2 separate regions of the Gossypium hirsutum genome follow, and region 1 is linked to region 2. The links are chromatin contacts, called in public Hi-C maps. All regions are on one chromosome and are shown on one strand. The core of a region is the stretch at or near the end of the contact, and the rest is flanking DNA. Distances in the headings are between cores, read along the strand shown.

Region 1 (7,050 bases), core at 2,317-4,816, 230 kb before region 2:
GATCATATTATAGAGTACTAGATCAAAGGCCCAAGAAGTACTTGTTATTGGACCTACTGTGAGAGAGGCCCAAAACCCCTCATATAACATGGAAGGGGTGGCAACCCTAGTAGGAATACTACGATGCGTCGTCCACCTCACTCCTACTCTAAGTAGGAAGTTACTTTTTTATTTGAAATAGACTACTACAACTTAACAATGGTTCTACCTTTTCTTTCTTTTAAGTAGATGGTACCGTAGAGCATTATATATAACTTTAAGAGATTGTTACTTTGCCGAAAAATAGAAAGAATTTATTCTCAACTATCAAGCATATTTTTCCAGAATAATAATTCTGTCGGTTTCTATTAAGAAGAGAGAATTTTTATTTTCACCCCAAATAAAATAGAGAAAACTTTATCTAGTTTTGTGCTTCGATACATCTAGTTCGAGCCCACACTCGAAGCAATTCATGGTACGAGAATAGCGAATAAGATTGTTTGGTTGAAAGTCGGGAACAATAAAAGTCTGCTAAGCCGAAAACACAAGTATGAATTTGGTTGGGGTTTATTGCTATAATTATCACAACTCGGGTCAATTTTCAAAATTTTAATTTTCCGCTAAGAAAACCATTTTCAAATCGGTTTTTGAACAAATTATAACTGTCAAGTTTAAGGACTAAAATGTTCATGCCCTAATGTAATAATAACTATCAAGTTTAAGGGCTAACTTAGGGTGGGTTTGGGACGGCGGTGCGGTGCAATGCGTTTAGCTTACTTTTTGTCTCACGCTACAGTATCTAATCTCATCGCCACCGCTGCTTTTACACTAATTACAGGTAAACGCACCGCCCATCCAAACTCACCCTTAGACATAGAAAAAGTCCAAACCCTAATATGGGAATAGATTAATTCTTTCGAGATTTATTATTATTCTTTTCAATAATGTTGTTTTCAAAGTTTGAACCTATATATTTTTTTGAAAAAATATAATGTACCTTATCGCTTAACCTAAGACTAAAAAAAATCTAATTTTAGCATTTAAATAATATTCGAAGTTTGTGCAATGCAACTATCTATAGTTCATTTCAACTTCTTACTAATAATAATAATAATAGATAAGCAAGAATGATTTGAATATCACTTGAACTTACATAGAAAAGGAGATTACTTGAACTTATATAGTCGTTGAATCAATTTGCTTAATTTTGATTCTTCAAATAATGGACCATTTAGATTACCTATTAATATAAGTTGTCTTCTTGCATCACGATTTAGTCACATGATGTAAATTAATATTAGTTAAATGTTAGGTAACCAATGAGCCAATATTTACTTATACATTTTGTTTTTCATGAATAAACCATTGAGGACAAATATACAAAATATAATAACTTTAACTATGAAATTTTATTAACCAATCTATTTAAAAAGAAAAATTACAAGTATTAATAACGAACAACTACACTAAGAGTACTAAATCCCAACATCGTATCTGAAGTTCAGACTTTAATGTGGGAACAATTGTGTTTATGCTCCAATGTAATAATAATTGTCAAGTTTAAAGAATAACTTAAATATAAAAAAGTCCAAACCTTAATATGGGAATAGATTAATTCTTTTAGAATTTTTTGTTATTCTTTTCAATAATATTGTTTTCAAAATTTGAACCTAAATTTTTCTTTTTGAGAATATAATATATACTAGAAAAATCTAATTTAGTATTTAAATAATATTTGAATTTGTGCAACGCAAGTTTACTTGAACTTTTTAATAATAATAACAATAATAATAATAGTAGTAGTAGTAGTAGTAGTATAGTAGATAAGAAAGAATGATTTGAAGATCACTTGAACTTACATAGAAAAGAAGATTACTTCAACAATAATGAAGGTATTAAAATAGAAATTGTTTAGAGGTTACTCGCAATTATACATTCAAAGGCCTTCCGAGAGAAAAGAAAAGAGGAAATCCAACCTTTTGTAATGGTTTACGAACGTTTAAATTAAACCTGCAGATGGAGGGTGTTACTGAGACTTAGTGATTTCCTCCAATATGTCTCTCACTAAGAGTGACATGTTGCAGTAAGATGATCCACCGTTTTCCAGAGACTTCCTTGCAATTTCAGCAAGCTTTCGTGCTCGAACTCTTCTGTTTTCGCCTTCTTCACCGCCATCCATCAACATATCTATGGCTTTCTCAACTTGATGTTTCTTCACCAACACCCCCAGTTTCTCTTCTTCACCCCATCTAACGGAGACTTCAACCCCAACCCCAACTCCGATCTTCAGAATTTGGACGATGAGTTTTTCGTTAAAGAATTGTTCCGAGAATTGAGGCCATGTTATCATTGGAACCCCGGAGCATACAGATTCTATGGTTGAATTCCAACCACTGTGAGTTATGAACCCTCCTATTGCAGGGTGGGATAAGATAAGAACTTGTGGAGCCCAACCCTTGATCAAAAGCCCCCTCCCTTTGATCCTCTCCTCATATTTCTGCTCTGAAAACCACTTCTCTAGCTCCTCAGCTCTTTCATCGCTTGTTTTGACTACCCAAATGAATGGTTGTTGTGATGCTTCTAGACCTAACCCCAGTTCTATTAGTTGTGCTGGAACTAGACGGCATAGGCTACCCAGGCAAGCGTAAATAACTGACCTTGGTTCCTTCGAGTCGAGCCATTTCATGCATTTTTGTTCCTTGATCGATGCTTTGTTTCCTCTTTCAAATTTGTCCAAGTTCATCTTGTTGCATAAAGAAACCGGTCCAATGGTCCAAACCTTTTTCTTTATAGCCTTCTGGTACTGTTCCACGCACCCTTGCTCTAGTTCATTGAAGCTGTTTATGACAACACCGAAAGCACTCATTTCGGCCTCTTGCATCTTGTTCCGAACATCGTCCAGGTCTGGCAGACTAACAAATGCTCCAGGAAGTTGAGCCCTTGTTATCTCCACCGTTTGTGGCAATCCCGGCACCACGAACGGTTCCGTATCCGAAGCAACCGAAAGATGAGCCTTGTGAAGCTTCACATTGTGAGAGCACAGCAATGAAAAACAGCCCATCCCATGGAAAACAATCCTGGGAACGTTAAACCTTTCAGCAGTTTTGGAAGTCCAGGAAAGACACTTATCTGATATTATGCAGCTGGGAAGCGGCTTTTGTTGCTCCAGGAATCGTTCCAATGGTTCTTGCAACATTCCGAGTGCATTGTAGAACCTTTTCAATAGATCCCTGGAAGACAAAGTGTCAAGGTTCTCGCATCCCACAGGGAGTCCGACTTCCCGGCATGGAAATGGGATTTTCACTACTTGGATCTGAAGCCCTGATTGGGTAGCTCGTTGGATGACCGAGTCGAACCTGGACGCATTGTGGGGCGTAGTGACTAAGCTTACCATCACCCTTCGTTCTGCAAGAAGCTTGGCCAAGTCAATCATAGGAATCATATGACCTTGCGCCATGAGCGGGATCAACACGAAGTGTAGTTGCTCGGCCATTGAGACGAACAATTCCAACTTTGGCCAGTCGAGTTGGTCACCTAAATTTTGTTCTTAATATCACGTCTATACGTTTTTTTGAAGGTTTCTTACCAATTGCAGGTCTTATAAGGTGAGCTTGACTTTGAATAAGTCCAAATATATATTAGTTAAAAGGGAATGTTAAATAATTAGTATGTATAATATCGTTTACTTCATTTTTTCTATCAATATCTATCTAACTAATATATATATAATTGACTTGACTTGGATTTTGTGTTTGATTAAGTCATCTCATGCCCTATGTTTGGTGTTGAATTAGTCAACTTGTCGGCCTTGTGGCTTTACCCCGGCAACCACGCTAATCATAGCTCTGATGATAGATTGGTTGGTCTTTAAGCTTCTATTTCCTCGTTTTATATCAGATTTGATGTTGATAACATTTTTTGTCGCTTTCTTCAATCAATTACATCAAGAAGCTTTCGCGTTATTTCCTTCTTCTTCATAAATATTTTTTTCCTAAGATTGTCCTATGCTGAAATTAATCCCAAAATTCTTACTGTTAACTAATTATATTAGATTTTAATTTACATTATGATGATCCAACAATATTTTTTTAGAGTAAATGAATAATTAATGTTTTTTTTAAATTGGACTGGTAGTCGAATCGGTTAAGTCATTGATTCATCAGTCAAGCAATTGATTCAATCGTCAAGTCAACTATTTTTAATCGATTCAATCAGTTCATACCGATTTTCGATTTAATTGGTTCAAAATCACTTTCTAAACTAATCCGACTGACCGATCTAATTCAGTTCAAACAACATTGCGAATAATATAATACAACAAGAAATATCAAATTAACTATTATTATTTTTAACTCTAAAATTAATCTATTTTTTGTATAAAATTTTACAACCCTGGACTCTTTTAGAACTAAATCCTAATTTAACCCTTTTTATAAAATCATAAATTTTAAAATTTTAAATTCAAATACAACCAGAAATCATAAATACAATTGAATAAAAAAACGTACTATTATTATTTGTTATTTTTGTTTATTTTTTACATTAATTAAAAATAATATTATCGAGGGAAATTGATCCCGAGCTAAAAAATTAATGCATAATATTAATTAATTTTTTTAAAAAATGAAGTCACACAATTTGTTATTAAAAATACCTAAAAGAGACTTTTTAAATATAATTGAAGTATCTTCCAAGAAATTTGATTCTACTACTTAATGTATTGGAATGGGAAAGTGAATGTGCTCCTTACTTGTCTTTCTTCATGTCGACGGAGTCTTCAAAGTTGTTAAATCTGACTTTTTGGAGCAACCAAACTCTCTTTTGTTGTCAATTGCAGTTAAACATTTCTGTTGATGATGTCCCTTTGCACGGGATATATTAAAATCAATTTACACCTAAGTGCTCACGCCATAAGGTATATATTTTATATTTGTGTCAAATAACTTTTTTTAATTTTAATTTTTATTTAATATCTCAATTTTTTACATTTAATTTATATGACAAAAAGAATGTAGTTAATTATCCAAAACTTATCTAAAAATATATTTAAATCCAATAAGTCAAAGGTTCCACATGTTGAAAGTCGTAAAAAAAAACGAAAATAAGAGTTTATATAATAAGGTAATAATTAGCATTCATGTACCCAAAATAATATTTGATGTATTTTAATGTATAAGTTTATAAACGGATAACAAATTAAAGATAGTAATTTATTAAAAGAATTTTAAAAATAAATATGTAAATTTTTATTTTTAATAAAATAATATTAAGGTTGTTTGAATTGGTTAGATAGGAAATCAATTGGAGTACCAATTTAGAGAAATGCATTGACATGGTAATCCAAAAATTGTTAGAGATTGATTGAACTAGGTTCAAAATCTATTGGGTCAAATATTTAATATTTTATAATTTTTTAATGATTTACTTAATCAAACCGAATAAATTAATCAAACCGACAAATCAATAACGCTTCTGAAAATCTCGAATTATATCATCAAATTTATTAATTATTAAATTAATATACTTTCAATTTATTTGCATTGATTCCCATTTAATTATTAAACCAATTTAATATCTTTACATATTTTTAATAATTTGATTATTACTTTAGTTTTGAATAATTAATTATATTTATTTTATAATATAAAATAATTTAATATCATATAAATTAATATTATGACTTAAACTTTTTTAAGTTGTATCTTTAACCGATTATGGCTTATTTTATATTTTTTTAATCAAATTTATTTATATTATAGTTTTATCTTTAATCGATTATGAATTAAACTTTATATTATTTATATAAAAAATTCAGTCCAAAGTTCAACCCTATAAAAATTATTATTTATATTTATATTATATGATAATCAATTAATTCAAGGATTAATTTTACTATTAAAATAAATATTTTTTTATAATTAATTAATTTTAAAGTTAAAATTCTAAAATTTTAAAATAAAAAATTAATTGGATTTCAAATAAATGATTATAAAATATACAAGGTAAATCAAAAGCTATAAATTCAAAATTTTGATGAATTCCTTTGGATACAAGATTAAAAATATACAAAATAAACTAAAGTAATAAATTTAAAATTTTGATGAATTCACCTCGTTTGATGAAACTAATAATAAGAAAAAATGTATGGTTATTACAGTAACGAGCATTGCATAAAATATAACAATAAATAATGTTTCAAATGGAAAGATATAGGTTTCAAACACGTTATATTCTACATTTTAGATATTGAAATTATGAGTAATTTAAAAGTCTTAAAAAAGAATAATAGTGTCTTTACTCTTCCGAACACCAACCAATTAATTACTTTTTGTTTAAGAATATATAAAATCATAAATTCAACTCTTCGTATTTATATTTTTATCAGGCTAAATTACTGATATATGCTAAAAAAAACTTTATTTGGCCTTTTAGGGTTTTTTTTTAATTTAGAGAAATAGATCATTTTTAGAGAGGGAAAGCCTCTCCTAGGTTAGGGTTTTTTAATTTTGTCAGGTTTAGGGTTTTTGTTGAGGTTAGGGTTTTTAAGGGTTTAAGGTTAAGGTTTAAGGGTGAAATCACGAAGGTTTATAGGTAGATTTGAGGGGTTGGGGATGTGATAATGCGCTTCAGAACACATACATTTCATATGTCATGGCGGGATAGGACCATTACTTCAAAAATTCATCCTAGGGAAGTTAAGTTTTGGGGTGACATTGCTTGATACGGTCACTGGTCGAAGTCTAGATAGAGGTCCCAATCGACACTCATGATGCGGTCATGGGTTCGGGTATAACTGAGGGCTGGTTGACGGTCGTTATACGGTCATGAGTTCAAGCTTTTTGGATACCCGCAAATGATGCCTTATATATATCATACATAAGATTGAGGCCATAATCATAGGAAAAAAATGGAGGGATTTCCGATGTAATCGACGTAATTCTCTATTTTCAAGCAACCGATATCTTTAACCTTTCATTCTTATCCGAAGGCTGACATTAAGGTGGACACAATAGGGCTCTCAGGCGAAGAGCGAATGTTCCGACACAATAGAGGTCAAACTTAGGTCGACAC
Region 2 (6,294 bases), core at 297-2,796:
TATTTCTCACAACATTCCATTATATAGTAAATTTTTTTTGTTCAACTATTCCATTATATAATATTATGGAACAGGTATGGCTAAATAATTATTGTCTATGCAAGTGTATTTTTACCCTGTTTTTTTGGGGTCAAAGGACCACAGTAATTTCTTTGGTAATTAAGGACCACAGTAATTTAGGTTTTCTCAAAAGAAAAAAGAAAAAAAAAAGAAAAAAAAAAGAGATAAATTTGGTTGGATACAAAATAAGATGAACTTAAACAGGTGGGGAAATCATAATTAATGTAAAAGATATGCTTCTTCTTCTTCGTCTTCTTCTTCTATTTATGGTATCCTTTTAATATAAAATCCACTAATAAAGTTATGAATTTTCTTTTCAATTGGTTAACTTACCTCTTACACTTAAGGTATCCTTTTAATATAAAATCCACTAATAAAATTATGAATTTTTAATTTGATACCTTAAAATTATGCTTTATTTGTTTTTACCAAGAATAAATAGCTGTTTTGTATATAATCCCCATTCTAAAGCATGTAAATTGTATATATCCATCTAAAACTTAAGGTTCAAGCTTCAATGGGCAGTAAAGCAATTTTCAGTCTTGTCCTCGTATTAGTTATTTCAGGTTGCTATTATCATATTTTTTTTGTTAGTATCAATGGCAAATTAGGCTTAACTCAATTGATAAACATTAAGATTTGTCTACTTGAATTGCATGGATTTTTGAAGTAGAGAGACTGACATCTTAATTGCTGATCTAAATTTACAGGTAAATTTGTGCAGTCTGATTTAACCTTCAACTTTGACAATGAATGCTCGTTCTCAGTGTGGCTATCAGCCAGTCCTTCCGTTGGCGATGGTGATCCCGAGAGGGGGCCAGGCACATTGGAAATATTCTCCATGCCAGATCCTTGGACCGGTAGCCTCTGGTTACGGACGAAATGCTCGTACGATGCTTCCCAAGTTAATTTTACTTGCGAGACCGGAGACTGCGGGTCTGGCTCGGTCGATTGCCAATCTCCACCACCAAAACCACCAGAGACACTCCTGAATTTCAACATTAACCAGAATGTGGTCTGTTACGAAGTGAGCCTGAACCATGGGTTCAATGTGCCAGTCCGAATTCAACCGATTGGTGGCACGTTGGTTGGAGGGTCCGAAGTGTGCCCCGTTGTCGACTGCATCAAGGATATGGGAGATGTGTGCCCTCCATCCTTGGTGGCTATAAACAAAAATCGAGCCTATGTGGGATGCAATAGTCCATGTGATGCGTTGAAAGATCCCAAATATTGTTGCACCGGAAGCTTACAGGGCAGGCTTGCCAGCCTAATGACTTCTCAAAAAGATTTAAGGAACTTTGTCAGTTGGCACATACATATCCGGGAGACAACGATCCTCCAATATACAAATGCAGTGGGGCAAGTGCTTACAATGTTACATTCTGTCCTTTATAACTCTACCAATTCAGGCATTGTAATAATTCTTATTTGCAGCGCTAAACTATAACTAAATAAATGCAAAGTCCTGTTGTTAAATAATCCTGAATGAATCAAATTAAGTTGAATCCAGAAAAAAAAACTGTTATTTTGGTTGACAGCAGAGTATTGAATACAGCAACAGAGTTGGAAAAAGCTAAGTAAAATAAAAGACACGAAACGTGGACCATTTCAGCCCAATTTCTCACGTTGTAACTGGTAAGCACCTGACTTAAGACTCTCCCCCCTTCTTTTATTTTCTAATTCTAGGGTTCCTCTTGGAAACCCTTTTTCCCCCCTCAATCGCCTAACTGTCTACATCAATGGCAAAGAAGAAATCACCCGGGAAGAAGAAGCAAAAGGTAAAGGGATTGAATCAAATTGAAAATGCTCCAAACTTCAGTAAGCAGTCCAGGAAAGCTGAACCTATGCCTTCCTCTTTTTCTTCCCCTGCTTCCCCATCCGCTTCTGGTATTTCAGTTTCTCTCTCTCTCTCTCTCTCTCTCTCTTGCGCATATTCTATCACCTTTCGTTTCTTTTTGGTGTAATTGGGTATGTTTAAATGTTGCTGGAGTCACAAATTTTATGTTACTCTTGATTATAGAGGAAGGATTGTTCCTCAAAGAATGAAATTTTCTTGTGAATTGGGTAATTGTTACGGTGTAAATGACCCTAAATGTATATCTTGGATATTATTTGAGGAGAAATATTGAACGTCGTAAATTTTAGTGCATCCATTATGAATAATTATGTATTTGCCACTTGTTCTGTTTGCATAATGATCTTAATTTATACGGATAATTCTGTATAACAACTTGATAAGAGCAGAATTTGTTAGGTTCTGAAGTTCTTTTAAGTGTATTGTATGATTATTCATTCAGTCTGTTATCACTTTCTTTGAAGTTCTGCTTCCAAGATAGAGAGACTGTTATAGTTAGCAATGCACAAAAGCATTTTGGAGAACTGTAACCTTTAATCTTGGTAACTGTTTCACAGGTTCCTTACAAGAGTGCTCCTATGATAGAGATGAAGCTTCCAGTGTAACCTTAACTAATTTCGATGATAAACAGGATGGAAATATAGTGGATGACTCAATTGCTTTCAGTGGCTCGTGTGATAAAAGATCAAGATTTGTGTTAAATTTCTATGAATTTCCGGCGTTAGAAGCTGAACCAATTGCTCCAGATACAGCTAGTGATCCATGCAGTGGTAGAGTGGTCCAGTATGTATAATGCTATGGGCAGTTTTCTTATGGTTGCTTTCATGTTATATTCTTTATTTACTTGAGAACTTTCTTTATCCCTTTTTTCTTGTTGAAGTAGGAACGTAGTGGAACAAAAGAGTGATGTGAAGAAGTTACAAGTTAGAGGAAGCACTGGTGTTTGCATAACTCCAGGAAATGCGGTATGGGCCAAAACAGCTTGCCAAGTGTGGTGGCCTGCTCAAGTAAGATACTGTTATTTTTATGTTGTTTCAAAATATGACGTAGATGATCTTTTTGTTTTGTATATACAGTCATGTGCGTGACAGAATCCATAGCTGCAGTTATATATTATATATATTGATTGTAGGATTTGCACTTTTTCCCTTCATTTTTGTTGATTTTTTGCTTTCTGGTTGTTGATGTGCATGTTCTGTAATTAAAAAGGGAAAAGAATTGTTGGAAGCCTGTTGGCACTTCTCTTCAAAGATCATCCTATACCTAATTTTATGCAGAATGGATTGAAATTCTTTCACCCGATATCAGTGGCTTTCAACTTGGAAAATGAAGTTCTAACCCTTTCACTTCTGAAACCCTTTTGTACTGATCTTTTCTAATGGAGATAGAAACTTTGCATAACTAAAGTACAGCAGCTAACAGCAGGTTTAATCATTTAAGTGTCTTTGACTAATACCTGTAACTTTCTTAGCCTGGGAAAACTTCTTTTTCCCATCTCCATTAGATAATTTCAGTTTTGACTTGAAACTTCTCGTTCTCTTCAGATATGTATTTTGCATGGAACAATTTTTCCCCTCTTCAGAAGTACTCTTAAAAGCTCTTACTTGACATTACAGATCATTGAAAAAAGGTCCGTTTTAGTTGATTCAACAATCCAACAAACCGAGGAACATGTTTTAGTAAAGTTTTATGGAAAACATGACAGGTATAGTACCCCCATTGTAAGCTAATGTAGCCTCTATCCTAGAACTGTGAAAGTTTTATTGTTCTACAGGATTTTTTCATTATATGATCTTAAATATTAGCTAATTTCTTTTCAGTGCTTGGATTAATGCAGCAAGAGATCTTTCAATGCTTGAGGATGTAAGTATAGGCTTTGTCTAGCCATGCCAAAATTATCAGTATTGATTTAGTTTAATAAATATTATCGTTCCTTAGAACTTGCAATAAAGAATCTGCTTTTGTTTCTTCTTTTTTTATATTCTTTCTTTCCACCTGTGATATTCATTTGAAGTATTTAGGAGGCTTGGAGGGGAATACCTCCTTTCTTGGTTTGTGCAATGCGAACGGAAATTTTATGGTGATTTTGAAAGTCACAACAAGATATGATAAAAGAAATAGTGGTTCTATGATATACATATATGGGAACTTGATGTTATCTTTAACTTATTTTTTTTCAGCACATGAATTACGGGTTGTGTGAAATCTAATTTTAAAATAAGTGTTTTTCCTTTTTGCCAGTGCTTTGAAGAAAGGAGCTGCAATTTAATGGAAAATTTTCAAGATGCTTTGAAACAAGTATTGAATATTTCCATGAAATGTGCCATTTGTTTTCATTGCTTCATTTTTCAACTTCTGCAACTGTATTCTTGCCTAATTGCAGGCAATAGTACAGAGGAAGAAACATATAAAATCATGTAAGCAGTTGCCTGGAAGCCCTGATCCTTTCCCTCAATCTGATCGGCAAGACAAAAAATCTGGTTTGTGTTGCATTGCACTTATCTCTGTGTTACACTTTTAACCTTCTAACATACTTGAAAAAACAGAAGACAAATAAATTGAGCTGAGGAAGATACACGATTTAAAAGTTGGGGATATTCATCATTGCTTCATTCTTATTATCTCCTATACTTATTGTAGATCAAAAGACTGGAATACAGACAGGTCTTACGTGCCACTAGTCTATCCTCCATGATATACAGAAAATATCAATCTCTTCATTACTCTTAAATCTGATTGAGACACTTGGTGTAGTTATAAGTTTTTTGTCTAGTTGCCTTGCATTAAGACACTTGGGTTATCCAATTCCTTCATACTATTATGTTTTAATCCGCATTCTTTAAAATGTGAATCGAACTTAATATTTAGCATCGTTCTTATTTGGTTCATAGGCATTCTTATAGGTCTACTATAGTGTTATTTTTCAATTGTAGATTGAAAATTGATAGCATCTGTGGTTTGAGCATCTGGGCCTCATTACTTTGATGGTTAGAGGATTAGGATGCTAACTGCTTGTGGGGTTTGCAGTACCCAATTCTTAATGCAATGCTTCAACCTAATATGTTCCTATTTTCATCGACAAGCAAATATCAATTACATTTTCCTGTTTTCTTATCACCTGCAAAATCTGTTTAATTTCTAGAAAGAAATATATGTTATTTTGATAAATTTAGGTTCTACTTAAGACCTCTAATGCTTTTAATTTCCATGGTTTCACCAGAGAAAGAACTGTTCATCGTTCTTCTAAACCCAGCTTAATTTGGAACAGGTAAACATGCTTCATCATTATCAAGCAAAACTGGCAGTAATTTAGTCAGACAAGTAGGTAATAAGAAGGAAGGCAAGCCAAGAATTCATCTTAATGTGAGTAGCCACTCAAATTCTTGGCCAACTTGTCTTAAACTATTTGCTCGTAGCTATCATTAAAAGGTTTGATAATATTGTTTTTATAGGGTGCTAGATTTCCATTGAAATCTGGTGAAGGACCTCGGCGGCTAAAAATTATGCGGTATCTTGGTCTCACAGCTCCGATGGGATCTCCCTTCTAATCAATCACTCATTTAAAACTTGCTACAAAATGTTGTAAAAATGTCCAATTTTTAGTTCATATTACTACGATATGATTATTTTTATATTTACATTTAGTAGGTCCATTATTTGTTGTCAATGAATGTGTTTGATAATGCATAGTAAATTTTTACTATTGAAGAAGAAAATTTTTTATAGTTTAATTATTTTAATGCGTTTGATAACTCATACTAAATATTACTTAATACGAAATTTCAAACAAAAAAGTGTTAAATGTAGATAGAGAGTTTCTTATGGTTTGGAATTTAGTTTGTAGACAGAGAAGTTCTTATAGTTTAGAGTTTAGGGTTTTAGGTTTGTTCTGGTTTGGGGTTAAGGTTTAAAGGTTTTAGATTTAGAACTAGGCATACGGTATGAGATTTGAGGTTTGGGTTTAGAGATTTAGTGTTATGCTTACGGTTTAGGATTTAGTGTATCTGAACTAAATTAGATATTTAGATTTAAGTCTATTCAGCGTTCTCTAAAATCCTAACTATTTCCAAATTATTTCCCCATCTCTAAAATTGAATTTTAATTATTTTTTCCCCATCTCCTTTAGGGACTTATTATACTACTATTTCCATATTCAATGACAGTATGTATTAATTAGGTGATGGAAGTGCGATTTGATGATGGGAAAGGTTCACGATGATGTTCTGTCTGTATTTGATTTTATTGCCATTTCCATTAGCCGTTTGTGAAAAGCTTGTTTCATTCATAGGTTATAATATGATGATTGATCGGTTCACATCAATGTTATATTGTGAGTTCTGTGATGTTTCCAAAGAGGTTAGTTATGCTTCAATTTGATA

Evidence for each region. A called contact is a pair of places that touch in the nucleus more often than the background predicts.
Region 1: a contact with region 2 is called in a Hi-C map of leaf, with 2.9 times the contacts expected there. The contact joins the promoter of LOC107948120 here to the promoter of LOC107887210 in region 2. A contact is called at or near these places in 8 of 34 Hi-C or Micro-C datasets (callus, leaf and petal).

The regions. Positions count from the first base shown.
Region 1 is chrA04:63,916,090-63,923,139 of Gossypium_hirsutum_v2.1, forward strand. LOC107948120 (UDP-glycosyltransferase 73D1) reads right to left here and starts at 3,567. Exons shown (of 1, transcript XM_016882589.2): 1 at 1,800-3,567. The coding sequence starts at 3,472. The coding sequence ends at 2,006.
Region 2 is chrA04:64,143,923-64,150,216 of Gossypium_hirsutum_v2.1, forward strand. LOC107887210 reads left to right here and starts at 1,547. Exons shown (of 10, transcript XM_041111059.1): 1 at 1,547-1,695; 2 at 1,812-1,947; 3 at 2,473-2,698; 4 at 2,799-2,922; 5 at 3,532-3,620; 6 at 3,736-3,778; 7 at 4,157-4,213; 8 at 4,299-4,395; 9 at 5,184-5,278; 10 at 5,368-6,294. The coding sequence starts at 1,905. The coding sequence ends at 5,463. It also overlaps the pseudogene LOC107887212.